Regions from separate parts of the Sus scrofa genome. Here region 2 is linked to region 1. Evidence: chromatin contacts called from public Hi-C data. All regions are on one chromosome and are shown on one strand. Each heading gives the region's core, a stretch centred on a gene start, on an enhancer-like site or on the middle of the called end of the contact. The rest is flanking DNA. Distances are from core to core; before and after follow the strand shown.

Evidence for each region. A called contact is a pair of places that touch in the nucleus more often than the background predicts.
Region 2: a Hi-C map of skeletal muscle shows a contact between it and region 1, with 2.0 times the contacts expected there. The contact joins the enhancer-like site here to the promoter of TRIM4 in region 1. A contact is called at or near these places in 5 of 47 Hi-C or Micro-C datasets (embryonic fibroblasts, liver, skeletal muscle and 1 more) and 2 of 2 datasets of contacts at active chromatin or transcription factors (alveolar macrophages and skeletal muscle).

Annotation. Positions count from the first base shown.
Region 1 is chr3:7,834,306-7,840,311 of Sscrofa11.1, forward strand. TRIM4 (E3 ubiquitin-protein ligase TRIM4) reads right to left here and starts at 3,282. Exons shown (of 6, transcript XM_003124333.5): 1 at 2,658-3,282. The coding sequence starts at 3,176. LOC110259868 (a long non-coding RNA gene) reads left to right here and starts at 3,349. Exons shown (of 2, transcript XR_002342269.1): 1 at 3,349-3,490; 2 at 4,863-5,349.
Region 2 is chr3:7,884,941-7,890,946 of Sscrofa11.1, forward strand. LOC110259869 (a long non-coding RNA gene) reads left to right here. Exons shown (of 3, transcript XR_002342271.1): 3 at 2,414-4,244. Among named protein-coding and RNA genes, the nearest start is that of AZGP1, 20 kb to the left of the region's middle. Within about 2 kb of position 2,896, at least 64 of the 83 cell types and tissues checked have an H3K27ac peak or open chromatin away from gene starts, as enhancers often do. A contact at or near this core is called in alveolar macrophages, liver, skeletal muscle and 1 more, where this site is marked.

The sequences.
Region 1 (6,006 bases), core at 2,032-4,531:
GCAGCTGATTTCTTCACAGCACATGTCGCCAACTGCATTATTTTATTTCTTGGTCTATCGTTTACCTCCTACCCTTCAGCTTGCCTAGACGATAAGCTCCATGGCTTTTTCACCACGGTATTCCCAGTGCTGGGTCTGGTACGGCAGAACAGCGTCTGACACAAAACGGGTGGCTCAAGAAATATTGGCTAAAGGTACGAATAGTAATGCAGGGATCAGCTCCCAGAGTCAGCAGACTAAACACTGGCATGAGGGAAGGAAGAGCTGTGCTTGGAAGCTCTTTTTCAGGCAAACAATTTCCCCCCTGAAATTTACAAAGCTATTTCTCTTTCTGTTTTCTTTTTCTCCCCATCACCAATGACTGTTGAAAACAACTTCTGCTCTGAAAGATTTTTTGAGATTTCTTTGTGAAGGTCTTAAGATGCATGCAGGTCCATGGTTCTCTATCCTATCTGTACATTCGAATCACCTAGTGAACTCTGAAAAATGCTGCTGCCCAGAGCCCCACAGACTGAATCAAAACCCCAGGTTGGGGGCGCGGGGGGGGAGCAGTGGATAATATTTCTTAAAAGTGCTTCCAGGTAGTCCCAATATGTGTCCTTTATCCCTGGTGTGGCCCAAGAAGCAAGGAGAGTGGGCTGGGAATGCATCAAAGCAGGTTTCCTGGATGCAGGGCTCGGGGGCCCAGATCCTAAGCAGAAGCACCTAGCACACTGTCTGCGGGCTCGGGTGTGAGGAGAGGATGGGAGACGGTTTCCACGGACTTAGGCAACTCCAAACGTCTAAGACATGGGGCACCCATCTGAGTAAGTGCTGGTAGCAGGATGGTGGAAATGGTAGCTCCACCCTGAGCAACCTATTGCTTTTCTGGCCAACTTGGGGTGGGGGTGGAGGCGGAGGTGGGTAAACAGAGCAGTGACAAGCAGAGGAGGGTCAGAAAGGTGAGATACTGAGGAATTCTGCCTCATGACCTGCCTTCTAAACACCTGGCCAGTCAGCCTCATGACACTCCACCCGCCCTTACCTGCGCTCTCCCTACCTGTCGGCCCATTTTAGTGAATCCTGAAATCCCACCTCTTCCAAGAAGCCTTCTCAGCTAAAACAAAAGAACTGCTCATGTCCTCCCCCGCCTGGAAATCCTTCCATGACTCCCCAACCCCTGAAAGAGAAAGCTCGGTCTTTTTAGCGTGGTGGAACAAGATCCTCCGTGACACGGCCCTTGCCTCTTTCTGCAGCCTCAACTCCTGCCCTCCTCTCTCCCGTGGGCCCCACTCCCAAACATCCTCTGGTTCCCTTACTTTTCACATGCTCTTCCACACTGAATATGCTGTTCCCTTGGCCTGACAATCCTCTCCCCTACCTTGCTGTTCACATCCTTCAAGGATGAACTCATGTTTCACTTCTCTGGGAAGCCTCGCCTCACCCCTGTCTGATCGCACTAACCTCAAACCTTCTGTGGGCTGGTACCAACTCGCATACAGTAAGCATCAGTAAAGATGACTGACTAAAGAAACGAATGTACCCCTTCTAGTCTAACCGCACCTGTTTCCTGTTTGCAGTCAGTTGATAAAAAACTGTACAGCGTTTGACAGTTTACAATCCACTTTAACTTGTCATGAAATTCGTGTATTCAGCAAGTACTTACTAGATACCAATTCAGATGGAGACCACTGGAGTGACACCGTCAGTAACGGAAGGGGGTGGGGCTACTCTGGAAAGGATGCGCAAGGAAGGTCTTCAAGCTAAACTCTAAAAGGATCTAAAGGATGGGAAGTACGGGTAGAGAGAGAGAACAGGCTTGAAACAAAAGCAAGAAGGCCAACGTGGCTGGAGTAGCGTATGACACACTGATTTATTTAACCGAAGCTTCTTAACCCCTAAGATGGGAAGACCAGATCATCTCCAAATTCTAACACTCATTTTCCCAACTGATGAAAGAAGTTAGTTCACAAAATCCTGACCCATCCCCTCAGCCAGGCTTTTCTCAAATCCTCCGTGGTCTATGATATTTGCAGGTATAAACCATATCGTCCAATAGAGCAACCTCAGCCACGGGAGCATCTGAAATACCGCTAGTCCCAATTGATGTGTGCGGTCAACGTGAAGCAAACACAGATTTATTTCAAAAACCTATCATGAAAAAAAAAGTAAACGATCTCACTGATAATTTTTCCTATCAGTTAATACCGAGTGATAATATTTTGGAAAAGAGGGTTAAATAAAACATATTATTTATTGCTCTTCCCGTGGTTTTTCGTCTGCTTATCTTAAAAATTCTCTTAATAAAATGTTACTGATGTAGTTGAAAAAAATATTGAAATTAACATCACCTGCCTCTTTTTACTACTGAAAAACACTTTAGTAGCATGCGTGGCTCGTGTTTTTTGTTTCTATTGGACACCACTGGTATATAACCTTCTACAATGTTTGTCTTAAACTCCAGGAGGCCAGTCCCTTGAAAATTCTGCAAGGAGGACTACACCCCCCTCCCAATCCCTGTTTTAACTCCAGCCCGGAGATCGGTGAGTAGCTTAACTTTTTTGAGCCTGGGAGGGGGCCACGGGGGCGTTTCATGCTTCCAGCGGCAAAAGCGGCCACCTAGTGTAAACAGTACAAGTGCCCACGCAATTCCGGCAACCCTGCAACGGCCGGCTCACCCGGTAGCTCTGGAAGGCCTCGTCCATGGGGGCCATGGTGTGGGCCTGGTGCTCCTGGGACTCCCTGCACACCATGCACATGAGTCGCTGATCGTCCTCGCAGAAGAGCCGCAGCGGCTCCCCGTGACGGTCGCACAGCCCGCGGGACGCGGGGCCCTCGCGCCGGCGCCGCGCCTTCTGCGCCAGCCGGGCCAGGGCCCAGTTGGGCCGCAGCGCAGAGGGCGTCGACGGCCGCCGGCACTCGGGGCAGGGAAACTGGTTGCAGCCCTGCGCCAAACCGCGGCGCAGGCAGTCGCGGCAGAAGTTGTGGCCGCACTCGATGGACACCGGGTCCTCGAAATAGTCCAGGCAGATGGAGCAGCTCAGCTCCTCCTGGAGGTCCTCGGCCTCCATGCTGCTCCTCTGACCCCGATCCGGGGGCGGGGTCGGAGGAAAGGCCGGCAGGCTGCAGGCGGGCCCCCGAAGCCGATGGCCTTCCGACCTGCGGCCGCCGCCTCCCGCCGAAGGGCGAAGTGCCATCTCTTCCTGGGACCGGGATCCAGGCGGGGCCCGGGGACGGGGAGGAGGTCCTTCCCGGCGCGTCTGAGGGGGGCCGAGCGCGCGCACGGCAGGTTTCCGCACCCCGACGGCGCGCGGGGCATGTCGGGAGGGCGCGCCCCCACCGGGCGGACAGTAGAGATGCGGAAGCCCCCCCTCGGGAAGCCTAGAGAGGAGGCGAGGACCTCAGGTTTGCCGAGCGCGCGGCTGTGAGGCGACCGCGCAGCTGCAGCAGCAGCTGGTGGGGCAACGTGGGGAGGCGCTGGTGAACTTCGCTAGTCCTTCAGGTTTGCGAGGTGAGGTCAGTGTTGGCCGGCCGCTCCGGACGATTTAGGTTCTGACTTCCTAGGCGAGGTGCAGCTTATGGCCTGAAGGATTAGGAGGATCGGGGGCATCCCCTTAGGCTGGCTCTTCCTGAAGTCTCCCTTTTATCGTTCAGCCTCATTCTCCAGGAAAGGAATCTGTTCTCGTCCTCGAACCCCCGAGGTCTAGTTGAATTCCTAAAAAGGCAGGATTTCCTGATGCCCCCACGAAGCCCACCAACTCTCCAGGGATTCGAGGAGCCGGGCGAACAGGCCAGCTAAGTTTCGGAGGCGAGCGAACAGAAAAAGGAGTGTTTAGCCCCCACGACGTAGTAGGGAGCTTTCTGATCGCCTTGCCACCCTGATTTCCCTCTCTTTCTTCCATAGCGTAGGAGATAGAGGCAGCCCATTCTCACCATGGGGCACACTCGCCCAGTGTAGATAGACGTTCTAATAGTTAAGTTAGGGGGAAGAATCTAGGGTTAGACGGTCTTCCTCAGGTTTGAGACTTCCCACCAGTATTTAAGCGGTTCAGCGCCCAGGAGGTCTAAAGGACTCTGGGTGATCTGCCAGGAGTGGCTGTCGTCTAAGATTCTGGGAGGAAGCAGAGCCTGTAGCTGCTGCTGCTGGTGGTGCTGGAGCAGTTCCTGATCCTCCTACCTGAGAAGACTAGGACCACGTTGTCAGAGCAACACTCTAAGAGTGGTGGGAAGGAAATCAGGTGTTTTAAGTGGAAGTGCTTAAGATTCAGATGCGTAGATGCATTGTCTTTTGGTACCCAACTTGAACCACTTGCCATCCCATGTGTCATCCATTGAGCCTTTCAACAAACAATATGCTTGCCTGTTTCACAGTGTTATCTGTTTCTCTCCAATGGATTTTTATCTTGTGTTTCTGAGGTGTTTTTTTTTTTTTTCTTAAATTCTTCGCACTCTGTTCTGTTTCTTATGAAAGAAATTTTTAATTCTTCTTGTGTCCCCAAATCAGATACTGCCTTTCCCATAATATGCTGATTAGGGGATTTGAAAAAGGAGCGCTTGGGGGTCACTGTTTTGGGGGTTTGATGAAGGTTCCACAGAATGGCTATGTTTAAATGTTTAAATTATGCATCCGATAGCTGTGTTTTCTTTGTAAATTGGAATACTATACTGAGAAGAAATCTGAGTCTTCATATAGACCAAGCAGGAAGAGGTACTCTTATCGGTTATTGACGTTTCCCATGAGTGTTTTACTGCAAGTGTCTATATGTCTATATGTCTGCCTGTGTATTGAAGTATATCTTCTAATGTCTTTGTTTTCAATGCTGCCATACTCCTGAAATGAACATCCTTCTCTACTGAAAATGTTGTGGCTCCTGAATTGACAGCTTTATTCATTTGGAATTCATATGGCATTTCAGGGGATGCCAAGTGGCCAATCTTGAGAAAGAAGAACAAAGTAGGAGAACACACACTTCCCAATTTCAAACATTATTACAGAGCTACAGTAATTAAAATGTAGTACTGCCATCAGAATAGACATATACATCAATGGGAATCAAATTGAGAGTACAGCAACAGTGCCGTACAGCTACAAGCAATTGGTTTTCAGCAATGGTGCCAAAACCGTTATATGTAGGGAAAATTAGCCTTTCAACAAGTGGTACCGATGCAACTGGACATCCACATGCAAAAGAATGAAATTGGACCTTTAGATCATTCCACGCACAAAAGTTCATTCAAACTCAATCAAAGACCTAACATAAAGCTAAAACTATAAACCTCTTGGAAAAATGGGTGTATTCTTCACAGTCATGGATTATGCAATGATTTCATAACTGTAACACCAAAATCATAAGCAGTGAAATAAAAAAATTAGCAAATTCAGTTTCATCAAAGTGTAAAACTTTTGTGCACTGGAGGACACCGTTAATGAACTGAAAGACAATCCACTGAACAGGAGAAAAAATTTGGACTCATACCTCAGATAAGGATCTAGTATCCAGAATGCATGAAGAACTCAACAACAAAAATACCAACAGCCCAATTTAAAAATGGGCAAAGGATTTGAGTAGACGTTTCTTCAAAGAAGCTATACAGATAGTCAATAAGTACATGAGAAGATGCCTAATGTCATCAGTCATTAGGGAAATGCAAATCAAAGCCACAATGAAATATCACTTCACCCACTAGGATGGCTAGAATTTAAAAGTCAAACTGGAAAAATGTGGGTAATGTGGGTACGTTGGAACCCATTTGTACACTGCTCCTGGGAATGTAAAGGAGTAATTAGTACAAATGCTGTGGGAAAAAAAAGGTGTGGCACTTGCTCAAAAAGTTAAAGTGTTACCATATGTGCTCCAGAAATTTCACTCCTAGGTATCTACCCAAGAGAAATGAAAACCTATGTTCACACAAAAGCTGGTGTTCACAGCACCATTTTTCATAATAGCCCCAAAGTGGAAATAATGCAAATGTCCAACTGAAAAATGAATCCATACAATGTGGAAGAGCAATACAAGGAATATTCAT
Region 2 (6,006 bases), core at 1,646-4,145, 50 kb after region 1:
TCGGATTCATTAACCACTGCGCCGCAACGGGAACGCCCAAGAAAAGGAAATTCTCAATCTCCGTTTTCTAATGAGGAATAGCTTCACCTAGAAAGCCAGAAAGCTGGCACTCTAGTTTCCAAACAAGGCTTTGTGCCTTGGGTTATTGAAAAATCTGTCTGAGGCATCTTAAGGCCCTGGCTAAGAGGACACACTAGTCTAAAATTCGCCCCAGAGCCCCCCCTGGCTCTTCCAGGTCCTGTGTAAGTCCTCTGGCAAATGATTTATGCTTCTCTGCCTCAGTTTCCTTATCTTGGCTGTTGCAAATAATGCTGCACTGAACAGGAATGCAGAATCTCTCTTCAAGATCCTGATTTCATTTCCTCTGAATATCTACCCAGAAGTAAGAGGGCTGGGTCATACTGTAGTTCTATTTTTAATTTGTAGAAACACCTCCACACTTTTCCATAGCAGCGGCACCAATTTATATCCCCACCAACAGTGCACCCCCCAGGGTTCCCTTTTCTCTACATCCTCACCAGCATGTGCTATCACTTGTCTTTTTGAGAATAGCTGTTATAACAAATGGGACATGGTATTGTTACGCCAGCTGCCCAGCAGCCCCTCGGTGCATCAGCTCTAGCGACAGCCCTGTGGCTGCAGGGTACCAGCTCTAGCAGCTCTGTGGCTGCAGGGTATCAGCTCTTTTACCCAGCAAGAAACCAAGCGAGCACTGGGAGAGATGGAGAACTCGGGTTTATTATGCCAGGCGGCTCAGGGGAGTCGGAGCCCTGAAGAAGGGTTTCATAACGTTTTATGGGCTAGCTCTTCTGGATCTGTGCTCGGCTGGTTGGACCAGAGTGAGAACAGGCAGGCTTGTAATTGGGGAAGCAACTTTACAGAAGCAGATGTGGGGCCGGGGGTTGGGTGCAGTTGGCTGGACTTTGCTTAGTCATCATAGCCAGGGTCTCTCTACCTTTTTATCGGGACCTTTTCTCCTCCAGTATCTCGTTGTGGTTTTGATTTGCTTTTTCCTGATGATCGGGGATGAGAAGCATCTTTGTGTCACATACCTGTTGGCAATTTGTATGTCTTCCTTGGAAAACTGTCTGTTCAGGTCCTTGTCCATTACCCAATAAACAGATTATTGAGGCTTGTCGCTATTAAGTTGTATGAGTTTCTTATATATTTTGGATAGTAACTCCTGATCAAATAGATGGTTTGCAAATATTTTCTCCCATCTCATAGGTTACCTTTCTATCTTGTGGATTTTTTTGTTCTTTCTGAGTAGAAGCTCTTCAGTTTCATGCAGTGCTGCTTATTTATCTTTGCTTTTATTGCTTGTGCTTTTGGCCTCACTCTCAGAAGATTGTTGCTGAGGCCAATGCCAAGCAGGGTTTTCCTTGTGTTTTCTTCATTAGTTTTATGGTTTCAGGTCTTATCGTTAAGCCTTTAATCCATTTCAAGTTAATTTTTTTTTTGAGGGGTATAAGACAGGTGTCCAATTTCATTCTCCTGCAGGTGGAAATCCAGTCTTCCCAGCACCATTTATTGAGGAGATTCTCCTGTCCCCCCTGAGTCTTCCTGACACCCCCGTTGAAGATCAGTTGACTGTTTGTGGGTGTATCTCTGGGCTCTTGATTCTGTTCCACTCTCCATGTGTCTTTTTTTGTGTGCTAGTGCCATTATTACATTTTGGTTTTGTTTTTTGTGGTTTTTCTTGAGGGGGTGGCCAGGAACTGAATCTGAGCTGCAGCTGTGACCTATACCCTAGCTGAGGCCAGATCCTTAAGCCAGGGCACTGGCCCGGGGATCAAACCCACACCACTGCAAAGACAGAGTCAGATCCTAAACCCACTGGGCACAAGCAGGAACTCCAGTTATTATATTTTGTAATAAAGTTTCAAGTCAGGAAGGAGGGTGCCCCCAGCCCAGTTTAGTTCTTTCTCAGGATTGCTTTGGCTATTCTGGGTCTTTTGCCGATCTATATGAATTTTAGGATTGTGTTTTCGATTTCTGTGAAAAATGCCATTGGAATTTTGATAGAGATTGCACTGAATCTATAGACGGCTCTGTGCAATCCAGACATGTGAATGTTAATTCTTCCAATCCGTGAACACAGGTTATGGATCCATTTATCTGTGACTGCTTCCGTTTGTTTTTGCAAAGTCATAGATTTCCCTGCACAGCTCTTTCATCTCCTGTAAGTTTATTCCTGTTTCATTGTTTCTGATCGCTATTGTTAATGTGCTTGTTTTCTTTCTCTCTTTATTTTCTGATTCACATGTTCTGAAACAGTGTATACTGTTTTCCACCGGGGCTACACCATTCTGCATTCCCACAAGCCAGGCACCGGGGTTCCAGGTTCTCCACAGCCTTGCCAACCCTAGTTATTTAGGGGTTTTTTTTATTTGTTTGTGTGTTTGTTTTACAGCAGCCATTCTGATGGGATGAGACAGTCTTCACTGCTTCATGGCAGCACTCTACTCGGTCAGTTTTGAAACAGTTACGTGTTTCCTGCCATTTTAAAAGCATAAGCTTTCATTTGAACTGGGCTCATTTCTGATGAGAGGCAGGCAGCCCTGGCCAGCGGAAAGTGCCCCGACCTGTAGTGCTACACGTCAGGGTTCTGACCCACGCTGTCACTGAGAGACCCTGAGCCTCAAAGAACTTTTCTCCAGGCCTCAGTTTCCTCATCTTAGGGGTGGGGGGTCGGGGGGCGAGGCTAGCATGAGAATCTACTGTGCTCCAACCTCTTAGCTGAAACAGGCCTGGATCCATTTAAGCCGGGTCGCGCTTCCGCTCCTTCGTGCTATGTTGCATTTCTGTTTTGTTTCTTTCATTCATTTGGCTGCCCCGGGAGGGGGGCGCAGGCCCCGCCCACCGCCTTCGAGCCTGGAGAGCCACCGAGAAGGGGGCCCTCCGGGGTGCTAGAGAGGGCGCCTTGCCCGGCTGACGCGGGCGCACTTCCGGCCTTTGTGTGCCACCCAAGACGGCGGCTCCAGGGGGGCAGCCTGCGCTCCCCACTCCCGGTGGTGCGGCGCCGGGGGTGCGTGGGTTCCCCGGTTATGCAGCGTCATTCTCAACCTGTGCGGCTCTAGGAGGCCCCGCGCCCGCTGCGAACGCCCTGTGTCCCTTCCAACCCCTGCATTTTTGGTCTTGCCCTCCTCTTGCTCTCTTCTCGATGGGGGACTTAGCAGGACTTGAGGTTGGGGAGCGGGATTGTCCCAGGTTTGACCCCTCATTCGTTCAGGCCTCCTAGGAGTCAGCCTGGCTGCAAAGTTCAGGCGGATCCCGCTCCCTCCCACTTCCTTGCTGCCGCCCCCAGACTTGACTTTTGAAACGACCCTCTGGGAAGCCCAGGTCGTTGAACCAAAAAAACGCTAACTGGATCCCCCGGCGTCCCGTGTGCTTTATTCTCCCACGTACACTTAATCAGCTGAGTTTTAGCCCGGGCATAGGGGGAATTAGATCAGACTAGATTCTTGCGTTTTCCCAGACCTGAATGCTCTAGCAAGAGAACGGATACGTGTGTGATGCCGATATAATGTGAGAGAGACGGTGGGAGGTATACGCGAGACAGAGGATGCAAATAGAGAAGGAAGGATCCGGTTAAAAAGCTGCTGGGGCAGAGATCAAGTGGATAAGACTTTGCAAGATGGGTGGTAGTGGAAGGAGGGTGAGAACTGGATCCGTGGAAATGCCCTACCAGCCCAGGACATTCCCCATAGAGCTGGTGCAAAAGCACAAAGGTGAAAGGGATGGGAGGGCTGGGGAGAGAGTGGTAAATATTTCAACACCATTCTGATAATGTTTATTTTGTGCTGCGCACTGGAGATGAAAGAATGTGTGGCCACAGATCCCTGTTCAAGCGGTTGTTAGATCCCTTTTGCTAAAAATAGTGAAAGTGGTTCAAAGGTACAAACTCATAGTTAGACAAATTCTGGGAATGTAGCTATAGTGAAAAATAAAAATCATTATGTAAAAAGTTAAAAAATAATAATAATAAATTCTGGGGATGCAATGTACAGCATGGTGACTAGTTAATACTAGAGTATTGTATACAAACGCATTGTGTATTTGAAAGTTGCTAAGACAGTGGATCTTAAAAGTTGGCATCGCAAGAAAAAAATTAACTGTGTGAGCTGATGGATGTTAACTAAACTCATTGCGATCCGTTTCACAATATTTCCATATATCAAATCATTATGTTGTATATCCAAAGCTAATACAATATTATATGTCAATTCTATTTCAATAAAACTAGGGGCTTTTTTGCTTTTTTTTTTTTTTTAGTTTATTATTAAAGTATAGTTGATTTACTTTTTTGCTTTTTAATTTTTGGGTTTTTTTAATTTTTTTAAGAATTTTTAAAATTTTTCCTTAATTATTTATTTATTTTGGCTTTTTAGGGCCCCATATGGAGGTTCCTAGGCTAGTGGTCGCACCCGAGGTACAGCCGCTGGCCTAGGCCAGAGCCACAGCAACACAGGATCCGAGCCTTGTCTGCAACCTGCACTACGGCTCACGGCAACACTGGATCCTTATCCCACTGAGTGAGGCCAGGAACCGAACCCACAACCTCATGGTTACTAGTTGGATTCATTTCCCCTGTGCCACAACAGGAACTCCCTGTCGTTTTTGTTAAATAAAAGGAGAAGGTGACCCGAGGGAAGGGCTGCAAAAATCCGTTGAGGCTGTAGAGTTAGGGAGACAGGCAGATACACAAAGATTAAGGACAAGTGTGCGTAAGCCTTTCCAAAATAAAGCATGTGGCCACCAAAGCCAACAGGAGGAAAAAACAGGCATGTACTGTACCACATTGGCCTGAGGCTTGCTGAATTCAGCTTCATCCCTGTGCTTTGTTTTTTTGTGTTTGTTTTACTTTTTCCTATATTTATTGACAAAAGAAAGATGCTCAGATAACAAATGTGAAAGGTAGCCTATTAAAAAATATGTAAAATAATGGAATTCCCATTGTGGCACAGCAGAAACAAATCCGGCTAGTATCCATGAGGATGTGGGTTCGATCCCTGGCCTTCCTCAGTGGGTCGGGGATCCGGCATTGCCATGTGCTGTGGATGGAGCCCTAAAAAAAAAAAAAAAAAAAAGCAAAAATTTTTTTATTGTTAAAAATATGTGCATATGCCTAAAGAAATCTGGAAGGGTGTTCATTTGGCCTGTCTCTTACCCCGAGGCCTTGTGTGGTCATTACTTCTTTTCTCCTTTTTGTCTTTTTTTTTTTTTGATTTCCTAAAAATTTTCGATGTCTTTTTGTTGTTTTTACTAAAATATAGTTGACTTACTATGTTCTGTCAATTTCTGCTGTACAGCAAAGTGACCCAATCATACATATATATACATATATATATATATTCTTTTTCTCATATTATCTTCTATCATGTTTTATCACAAATGATTGGGTATAGTTCCCTGTACTGTACAGCAGCACTTCATCCATGTGCTTTTGTTTGCAGATGCTGTTGCTTAGTGGCACAAAACATGCTGAGAAAACTTGTATATGAAACCATAGGACTCGGGGTTCCCTTGTAGTGCAGCAAGTTAAAGATCTGACATTGTCACTGCCTTGCTGGGGTGGCTCCTGTGGTATGGGTTCACTCCCCTGCCTGGGAACTTTTACATGCTGCAAGTGCAGCCAGAAAAAAAGAAAAAAAAGAAACACTAGGACTTCATGTTGCACTAATGTGAGCCAGTTCACATTCTGGAAACACATAGTCTATCTAGACACACTATCTAGTCACTGTTCTCTTATGGTCCTTTTGCAACTCACAAGCTACATTTTGTTCTCAATTTTCTCAGGAGAGAATGTGATGGAAAATCATTTGGGTTCCATAGCAGAGATGCACAATTATCAGGAATCTGAAAGCATGGGGAGAAGATGGGTGGCGTGGATGAGATCAAAATATATGCAATACGGTCATCCTGGAGTGACAAGGGTCCAGTTTACAAATGCTCTGTATGTACAGTGGCCAGATGCACCCTGCCTCCTTCTTCCCCTTCACCCTC